Regions from separate parts of the Delphinus delphis genome. Here region 1 is linked to region 2. The links are chromatin contacts, called in public Hi-C maps. All regions are on one chromosome and are shown on one strand. Each heading gives the region's core, a stretch centred on a gene start, on an enhancer-like site or on the middle of the called end of the contact. The rest is flanking DNA. Distances are from core to core; before and after follow the strand shown. Region 1 holds the start of SNRNP27 (small nuclear ribonucleoprotein U4/U6.U5 subunit 27). Region 2 holds the start of PCBP1 (poly(rC) binding protein 1).

Evidence for each region. Hi-C and Micro-C count contacts between places; a contact is called where the count stands out from the background.
Region 1: a contact with region 2 is called in a Hi-C map of lung, with 3 times the contacts expected there. The contact joins the promoter of SNRNP27 here to the promoter of PCBP1 in region 2. A contact is called at or near these places in 2 of 3 Hi-C or Micro-C datasets (lung and muscle).

The regions. Positions count from the first base shown.
Region 1 is chr12:31,234,035-31,239,053 of mDelDel1.2, forward strand. SNRNP27 (small nuclear ribonucleoprotein U4/U6.U5 subunit 27) reads right to left here and starts at 3,445. Exons shown (of 6, transcript XM_060027562.1): 1 at 3,319-3,445; 2 at 2,197-2,317; 3 at 923-1,035; 4 at 36-115. The coding sequence starts at 3,352.
Region 2 is chr12:31,066,567-31,071,342 of mDelDel1.2, forward strand. It overlaps PCBP1 (poly(rC) binding protein 1), which reads right to left and starts at 2,080. Exons shown (of 1, transcript XM_060026428.1): 1 at 396-2,080. The coding sequence starts at 1,848. The coding sequence ends at 778. LOC132434823 (a long non-coding RNA gene) reads left to right here and starts at 2,602. Exons shown (of 10, transcript XR_009521429.1): 1 at 2,602-3,137; 2 at 3,980-4,069.

The sequences.
Region 1 (5,019 bases), core at 2,195-4,694, 170 kb after region 2:
ATAAGAATACTTAACTGGCTACATGTTTTACTTACTTTTGTGGAGTCAAAGGAGGCAAATCCCATTAACTTCATCATTTCTATTTCTTCCTCTGTTTTGCCCTCCAAGTCTTCCTCTACAAAAATAAGTGACAAAATTTTAAACTCTATCATTCTATACATATAAAAAGAGAGGTGGCTTACCAGCAGAGAATACACTAAACAATTAGCTAAAGACTTGAGTTTAATGATAGAAATTCCTCAATTTGGATAGCATATAACTTAAGGGGCAAGGAAGGATTGCGCTCTCCTTCCTCCATCATAAGAGACTGCTTAAAAGGACATGCTTGGGGGCTTCCCTGGTGGCACAGGGGATAGGAAATCTGCCTGCCAATGCAGGAGACACAGGTTCGATCCCTGGTCCGGGAGGATCCCACATGCCGCGGAGCAACTAAGCCCGTGCACCACAACTGCTGAGCCGGCACTCTAGAGCCCACGAGCCACAACTACTGAAGCCCACGTGCCTGGAGCTCATGCTCCGCAACAAGAGAGGCCACCATAATAAGCCCACGCACTGTAATGAAGGGTGGCCCCCACTCGGCAACGAAGACCCAATGCAGCAAAAAATAAATAAATAAGTGTTTTTAAAATGACATGCTTGGAGCCTTTAGGAAGGACCATCTTTAATATCAGACAGAACACTAGTTTTGACGATACTTCCAAAATATAATATTCTCATGTTTTTAACTGTCCTTGTATCTAGAGCACCAGATAACCAGCAACTAAGGTACAACTAAAACAACATCTCAAAACTACATGCAATGAACACTATTAAAAACTTAATAGTTAAATGTTCAAAAATTATACTTTTATAATTTTATCATAACTGTAGTTATCTAAACATGGCTGTACTTTTCCTACAGTTATTTATCTAATAACATTACCAGTTATCTGACGTTCTTTGCTCTTTGTTTCTTTTGTTTCTTTCTTCTCTTCATCTCTTCTTTCTTTTAGTCGAGAAGGGGAAGGAGATGTGGATCTATGTCGTCTTGGGGATCTAAAATTTAATAAGTAAAAATGTCAGAAACAAAGACATACCCGGCCACTTGTGCTGATGAGCACAGATATACATGAGTGCCTGCAAGGTAAAGGCTGAACAAAAGCCAGGCTCTAGAGAACCAGGAATTTGTTCCCCAAAGCAGAATGAGGAAGAAGGCCCTGAATGTTAGCAAAAAATTATTTATTGTTTAATCATCAGTTACACTCAGTATAGCTAGGGCAAAAAAATTTTCTGTAAGGCAGAAAAAAGCAACGAAACAAACAAATGTGTCTGATGCTTATTAAGAATCAGAGTCCAAGGACTTCCCTGGTGGCGCATTGGTTAAGAATCCGCCTGCCAATGCAGGGGACACGGGATCGATCCCTGGGCCAGGAAGATCCCACATGCCATGGAGCAACTAAGCCCGTGCGCCACAACTACTGAGCCTGCGCTCTAGAGTCCGTGAGCCACAACTACTGACACCTGCGTGCCTAGAGCCGGTGCTCCGCAACAAGAGAAGCCATCACAATAAGAGGCCTGCATGCAGCAACAAAGACCAAACGCGGCCAAAAATAAATATATAAATTTATTAAAAAAAAAAAAAAGAACCAGAGTCCACTTCTAAGATTCTTCCAAGATCTCACATTCTGTTTTTTTTTTTTTTTTTGCGGTACGCGGGCCTCTCACTGTTGTGGCCTCTCCCGTTGCAGAGCACAGGCTCCAGACGCGCAGGCTCAGCGGCCATGGCCCACGGACCCAGCCGCTGTGCGGCATGTGGGATCTTCCCGGACCGGGGCACGAACCTGTGTCCCCTGCATCGGCAGGCGGACTCTCAACTACTGCGCCACCAGGGAAGCCCTCACATTCCTGATTATATACTTGAATAAATTATTATCACCAAAAGTAAATAAAAAAGCAAGACAAAAATACAAAACACTTATTTCTTACTCTTGCTAAGTGCTTTTCACGTATTATTTCTCATTTACTCCTCACGGCAACTCTACTATGTGGAATGTTATCAACCCCATTTTATCAATGCGAATGTTAGGTTTAGAATAAAGTGGGATAAAGTTCCCCTCATTTCATGAAATCATAAGTGCCTTTGTAAGTGATAACAACAGAGTCAAGCGCAGCGACTACAAAGCTGTGGTAAAACTTCTGGTTATTTTCTGCACTTACCTGGAACGTCTTCTGTGCGGGGATCGAGAGCGGCTTCTTCTCCGGTCTCGCTCTCGGGACCGGGACCTTTCTCGGCGCCTGCGTTCTCTCTCTCGGGAGGTGGACCGGGACCGCCTACGCTCTAATATAAATACAAAATTGTAGAGCCGAAAATTACCTCCAACATCTACTGGATGCTGCGCCGACCAACAGTAATATAATGCGCGCCATTTCTAGATGTCACATTAAAAAAGTAAAAAAGACGCATGAAATTAATTTTAACAGTATAGATTTAACCCAATATATCCAAACTATTAGCATTTCAACATGTGCTCATTATAAAAAATGGACACTTTATTCTTTCTTTTTTCCGCATTAAATCAAAGAAATCCGGTGTGTATTCGACTTCAACAGCAGCTCTCAATTCCGATTGAGAACATGTTAAGTGCTCAATAGCCCTTTGTGGCTCGAGGGCTCATTTAACTTTTAAGATCAACCCTGATTAGCTGAAGGTGATAAAAACTAACGAGGGGGCAAAATCGAGGGACTACCTGACATCTCCCGATCCAAGTCCTGGCTTCTCTACCTCTCACTGCCCACTTCATGGGCCAGAAGACATTACGAGGTGAGCTTACGAGGTGAGCTCCCTGCACGCAAACTCCTAACCATCGATTTCCCTACTATAAACTGGAAAGGAAACCCTGAGCATTTAAGAACCTGGCGGTATCACATGCTGAGTGTTACGCAGTGTGGCATCAATTCTCACTTCAGTTTTTAAAGGTAAGCAATATTACCCCCAATGTCTAATTACGGGAACTCGGACGCAGGAAGGCTGAATGACTTGCAATCGGTCACCCAGAAATGAAGGGAACCGTGGCCTGACTCTACATTCCCCAGCCACAAGTACAACAAAAGTTACTGTATGAGGGCGACAAAGGGTCGGCGAAACCCCAACTTCGGAAAAAAACTGCCTTCAAATCCGAGGGCTGAAACGTGTAGGGCCCAGGTCTTCGTTCCCCATCCACCCCCTCTCTTCTCCTCCTGAGAAAAGGTCCCTCCTCTCCGCGGCCCTTGGACTGGGAACAAAATGGGAGACGGGTCTTCGACCGAGCCCCAGACCCTCAGAACTGCTTCTGGACTCACCCCTTCGCGGGGACCGGCTGCGGCTGCGACCCATTCGGAGTCCTCCCCAACCTCACGCCGCCCCGGAAACGACTATGCAACAACTTCCGGGAGGGCGGGGAACTGAGCTTTCCCTGCAGCCTGGGAAGCGTCGAAACGAGTCGCCAGGGTTCCGGCTTCTAAGGAAGGCGGGAGGTGATGCGCTTGCGCAGAGTCACGCGGCCCCGGCCCGATGTCCCCTCTTCCGAGTCTGGAGTTTTCGCCGAGAGCAGTTATCCTGTCTGCTCTTTCAACCCCCGTTTCGAGGTGGCTTCCCCATTTTCTTTGTCCACGGTGGGCGTTAAAATGTGTTGCCTGATGTTATTATAGAAATGTCTGGAAAAAGCCATATATAAACCACCCTAATACAGTTCTCATTCCTCCCCACCCCCCATTTTTCTTTCCGACTGTCTTGTCCACATGCATAAAATATTTCATACCAAACCAATTGTAAACACAGCATACGCAAATAGTTTTAAGTCCACCTGGGGAAGAACTAGGGTGGGTCAGGAGGCAGAGGGGGAAAGGGGAAATAAAGTATGGTTGAGAGCTTTTATTGAGTTTTGTGGGAGGGAATAGCAGAGGCTGGGAAGCAGGCTAAGTAGGTTTAAGACTGACTAGTTTGAATAATTACAGCGGGCCTTGGGATTTAGGGGCTGTCCAGAGCTGTTGTTACCTGGCCCTGGGGTCATTATAGCAGAGGAAAAATGCCTTGGCTTGTGAGCTCGATAAAGGAGGTGGTTGGAGAGTACGGGCTTTCCCCTGGCTGGTTTGCATATGAAAGGCACACTCAGAAGGGGAGTCTTTTGCTATCTCTAGAAATTAGCTAGCCCTGGGAAGGGCAGTCTCAGCAAGGCCCCAGATGTCAAAACAGCAGAAAATGAAAGAAATAAAGGCATGATTAATACAATTATTCACACAAATGTTTACTGCACACCTATGTGCCAGAGGATTTAATCAATGAAAAAAACAACTCTGCTCTTGAGTAGCTTGCAGTCCAGTGAGGGATACAGTGTCAAGATGCACTGAGAGGGGCAGAACAAGATATTATGAGTGCACATAAAGTGGGTACCTAACTGGTTTGAGGGGAAAGCTTCTCAAGAAAAGTTTCCAGGAGGAAATGATGTCCAAACGAGACCTTAGGGATGAGTAGAAATTAGCCAGGTTAATTGGGGTGATTTCTGTGGTGTGGACAGGTGGAAGAGATTGTGTGGGCAAAGGAGACTGCATATGCCAGGGCAAGAGGCAAGGGAGCAGACAGGCTAAAAGTAGAGAACTAAAGAAGTATGGCAGCCACCTAGGCAGCAAGAAGTGGAATGTACAGACAAGACTAGAAACCTTGTAAGCTATGGTAGAGTTATCCTGAGGCAAAAGCAATAGCCTTTGAAGGGCTTTGAGGACCGGAGGGAATCACATTTGCGTTTATTCAGAGAACACTTTGGGTAACTGGAGACTTGACTACAGGGGGAGAACACCTAGGGAGGATGGTACAATAATCTAGACTGGAAACTCCAGTGGCCTGTACTAGAGTGTTAGCAGTAGGTAAGGTGAAAAGTGGCTGAATTTGAGAAGTAATTGATAAAACTGGAAAAACTTGATTTTTGGAGACAGAGAATGATAGAATTTTAGATTCAACAATGACATCCAGGTTTGTGCAACTGGGTAGATGGTAGCATCATTTGC
Region 2 (4,776 bases), core at 830-3,329:
TCAGAACGTTTTTTGTTCCTGGCTAAGAGTTTTGCACGTGAGATTGAGGGCGGGGCGGGTGGGACTAGAGGACACACTGCCATTCATCAGAGGTCCTACCGAGTGGGCATACTTTTCCCATCTGAGAAACCCCTTATGTTTTCTACCAGAGAAATGGGCAGAGGCCTCTCTCTGGAACCTGGCTAGAGGGATGTCACTCTCCAAGAGACCCCCACAGTCTCTGCAAACGTCCCAAAGCAGGCCCAGCCTGCCGTGTTCCTTTGTTGGGATGGAAAGGGAATGGAATCTTACCAGTAAGGTGAAAAGGGCTGGAGAAAATACCAGGGACGGGCCCACCCTTCTCCCTACAAAAGCCTAACACTAGAAGGGAAGAAAAGAAATGCACCAACAAAGAGTTTAAGATAGTAGTTCCCAGCTTTTTCAAATATGAAGCATTTTTTAACCAATCCACTTTTTAATTTTTAAATTCTTGACATTACAGAACTAAACTGAAATTTATTAACATTCCACTCTTACATTTCTTATCGACAAACAGAAATAAAATTCATGACCCAAAAACCCAAAACTAAAAACAGGGAAAAGCTTATAAAACTAAATATGGATCCCAGCATTAACAGCTGAACAGAGAATGTGATTTTTAAATTCTTAGCGGATGATAAAGTTGTGTAGAAACCGAACACTTACAAATTATTTAAAACCTGGAATCACTGACCAGAAATTACACAGTTGGATCATGGGAAAACAGCAGAAAGGGGTTATGAGGGAACCTACACTGTTCTAGCTGCACCCCATGCCCTTCTCAGAGGAAAGCCTGGCATTGATTAGATATTGGGCCAGACTAATACTGGCAGCAGAACCAGTGATAGTAACCTGCCTACCAGAAGAGCCTTCCACTGGGTTAGCAATTTTGATCTGGGCCCCGGACATCTGGCGGATCTCATTAATGTTGGCGCCTTGGCGCCCGATTATGCAGCCAATTAAGTTATTTGGAATGGTGAGTTCATGGGTAGTTTGAGTAGATGCATCCAAACTTGCCCAATAGCCTTTCACCTCTGGAGAGCTGGAGTCAATTCCGGCGAATCCGGTCCCGCCGTGCATCATGGCAAAGTGAGACTGTTGTCTTGCCACCTGGTTCAGCTTGGCCAGATCGAGCGGAGAAATGGTGTGTTGTCCTTGAATCGAGTAGGCATCTAGAGGTGGTCCCTCCAGGTCATGGGTGGCGTGAGGGTAGCCAGCAGCGTCGCTGCACCGATCTTGACCGCCCGCGCAGATCACTGGAGAGCTGGCCGGCATGGGCTGGTACGGAATGGTCATGACTCTCCCTTGCGGAGACTGGGAGAGCGTCTCCAGCATGACCAGGCAGATCTGCTTGACACACTCGGTGACAGACTGCGGCACGCCAGCAATGGTGATGGCCCGCTCGGTGGAGTTGGGCAGCATATCCCCCGCCACCTGGACCTGGGCCCCGGTACTCTCGCGGATCTCTTTGATCTTACACCCGCCTTTCCCAATCAGGGAGCCGCACTGGGTGGCCGGCACCACCAGCCTCAGGGTGACCGGGGGCCTGCTGGCCGCCGTGCTGTTGGTCATGGAGCTGTTGATATCTTCTTCCAGCTTGTCGATAATCATAGCGAAGGCCTTAAAGATGGCATTGGTGGGGCCGGTCAGAGTGATGATTCTCTCCGGGCAATTCCCCTCCGAGATGTTGATCCGCGCGCCACTCTCCTCGCGGATCCTCTTAACCGACTCCCCTTTCTTCCCAATGATGCTTCCTACTTCCTTTCCGTGCATAAGCAGCCGAATGGTGAGAGTCACATTTAGTCCACTTTCAGTCACACCGGCATCCATGGCGAGCGGCGGGCGGCGTTCGGGGGAGTTGGGCTCGTTACGTGGTCAAGTCTTTGGTGGCTGGCTGGGGGAGGGGAGGTGTAGGCCCAAAACTGCCGGCGCGAGGCGAGCGAGGGCCGCGGGAGCGAGCGGGCGAGGGCGGGAGGCCGCGGCGTCGTCGCAGGGGCGGGCGGCGGCGGCGGAGGGGGCGAGCGGGGCCGGGAGCGGCGGGCGGGCGGGTGGGCGAGGGCGCGGCGGTGGCGACTCCGGCGGCAGCCTCGGCGGTCTGGGCGGGGCGGGAAGCCCGCTTTCAACCCCGCGTACCCTCTGACCCCGGAAGTGCTTGCTGCGCAGGACCCCTTGAAAAAAAATGAGGACCCATCCTTTTTAGGTCACAAGATTGCGCCAACCCCCATAGAGTAGTTTTTAAAATACACTTTTAACAGCCTAGCATTGAAAAGAAAGCCCCGGTAGGCAGAAACTGTGAGTCCGGCAAAGTTTTAAAACGAACATGTATTTTATTAACCCCAGAGGCGCCGGCAGATGTTTGGAAACGGTAGTGTTCTGCGCGGAGGCGACACATTATTTTCCCGCCCTACAAAAGCGGTTTAAGCGCGGAGCGACACGGGCAGCCCCGGCGATAACTGCAGGCGGATGCTAGGACGCCGCGGATTTAAAACATGCGCTCGAGGCGGCCAGAGCGCGTGCGTGAGGGTGTGGGGAGGACGGGAGGGGCTGCCGCGGTCTTCCGGGGGGGAGGGGCGGCGAGGCGAGGCTTGCGGGGCGGGCGCCCGCCCGGGCGGGCACGTGGGGCCCCTTCATGTTCGGCGTCGGGGCGCCCCACGCCAGCCCCCACCCCCGCCTCGGCCCCGTGGCGGTGGTCGGTTGGGAGAAAGACCAAAACCCACCACGCGCCGCTGTCAAAGTCACGGCTCTGCTCATGGTTTCTGGGAAGTGCTAGAAACATGGCCATAAAGAGAATGGCGTCCATTTACATAATGCTTTGTCTGCATTTTGCAACTCTTTCGTTAAACCTGCAGAACCCCCACCTCCTGCGCGGTGTCGTTTTAGTCGCTGCCGCCTCGTCAGACATTTAACACAATGGCGTGCATTTTGGGGGACCGCATTTACCCCTGCTCTGGGGAGCTCCTGCGGTTTTCCCTGCGCGAGTTACTCTCCCGCTGCTGCTTTTCGGCCCTTTCCCCGCTCGGTGCAGCCACGGCGCCCACGCTCTCCGGGGGCGGCCCCCAACAGGGCCCGCCATCTTGGAGGGCCTTTCTTGCCGTGTGTGGAGCCGCGCGTTCCTCCCGGTAAAGAAAGGTCTCTGGGGCTCTTGGGGCGCCAGTTGTGATTTCTGCCCCTTCTCCTTTCCTTCGGCTGAGCCAGACAGAAAAGGCCGAGTGCACGGGGTGCTTTAGGATCCTTCAGGGAAAGCGGCTAACGTGGCGGTCCTTCCCTCCCCCCCTTTCTTCCCCGTGGGGGTGGCCGCCATGTTTCCTGAACACAAAATGGCGACACGTGGCCTATATTCGTCGCTAACGAGTCGGGCCGAAAGCTCTAGAACGCGGCCGCCCCCCCATTCCCCCCTCCCGTCCGTGAGCCGGGGCCTTCCCCGCGCAGCGAGTGCGCTGACCAGATTGGGATGAAACCCCGCAGGCTGGTCGCAGCCTCAGCGGGGGAATTTTAATACATTTCTCTCGTTAATTTGAAACGGGAACGCAAATAACTGTAAAACGTAGTCATCATACCGAGTCTCTCGCTCATTTCGTTTAATAATGGATGGAGGGGGGCAGTACCAGTGCATAATTTGGGCACTCAGTACCAAAACATTTAGGAATCACTACTTGTAAAGAATGAGATGGGAAATTATTTCTTTCCTAGACTTCTAGAATAGGCTATTGTGCTAAAGAGGTAAAGAAATGGTATTATAAAGCTTCTTTTAAAAGAAGGCAATTTCCATGAAGCGACTGGGATGCCTATGAGCTGGCCAGTGAACCTCAGTTTGCCGTAGTTGTTGACTTGGAGGCTAGAAGGGACAGACATTTACTGTGCATTTACCAGTGCCAGATCTTGTGTTAGCCATTTTACTGCATAATGTCTTTAATTTTTACAATGACCCTGTGAGGTACGGCTTATCTCTCTTTTTTTTTAGCAGATGAAATCACTTAGGCCAGAGAGATGCAGTGACTAATTCAAGGTCACACAGTGTTGAGGATGGAATCCAGACCTGATACAGTTATTGGTGAGCACATTTCCGAATTTTTCTCTAAGTCAGGGTTTTGAATTTAAATGCTATTTGGACGTTTAGGTGGGCTTGTTATTTCAAGGAATCCCTCAGGTAACTTTTTGTTGCATAGTCACCCCCTGTTTGTATCTTTTTGGGGATTCCCAGTTTTTCCTGGTGTGAGCTATGCCTGTGAGGAGCTCAGAGGCTTTTTTTTTTTTTTTTATGAGTTGCCTGGGTGAGGATAGAGAGAAGTGATTCAGCCCTGCATAAAGGCACAGGTATCTGTCAGTCCAGCCTGGTCTGTGGCGCATTTGAGTCTACCTGGCTCTGTGGGAGTAGGCAATTTCTCTGACTCACTTGCGTCCTTCAGCTACCCATGGGCATGACTTTTGCCTTCCCCATCCCAACCTCCACCCAGGTAAAAATAAATAAATTTACTCTGGCACCATGCCTCTATTTCTCTGCAGATATTGACAGAGCATGACAGAGTGGTAGATAAGTCATGGTCTGTGGACTTTTCAGTTCAATGTAACAAATAACTTGTGGACCAAGCAACAAATATGTGCCGAAACAGGGCTATGCTTGTATGGGTATTAAGAGGTGGAGAGAAGGGCTTTTTGCTTCCTTTAACTTACACTAATATTGTATATTAGACTTTCCAAAGTGCTTTCATATTACCTTAGGTAATCCTACAAACAACTTTAACAGGTAGGTACATAACA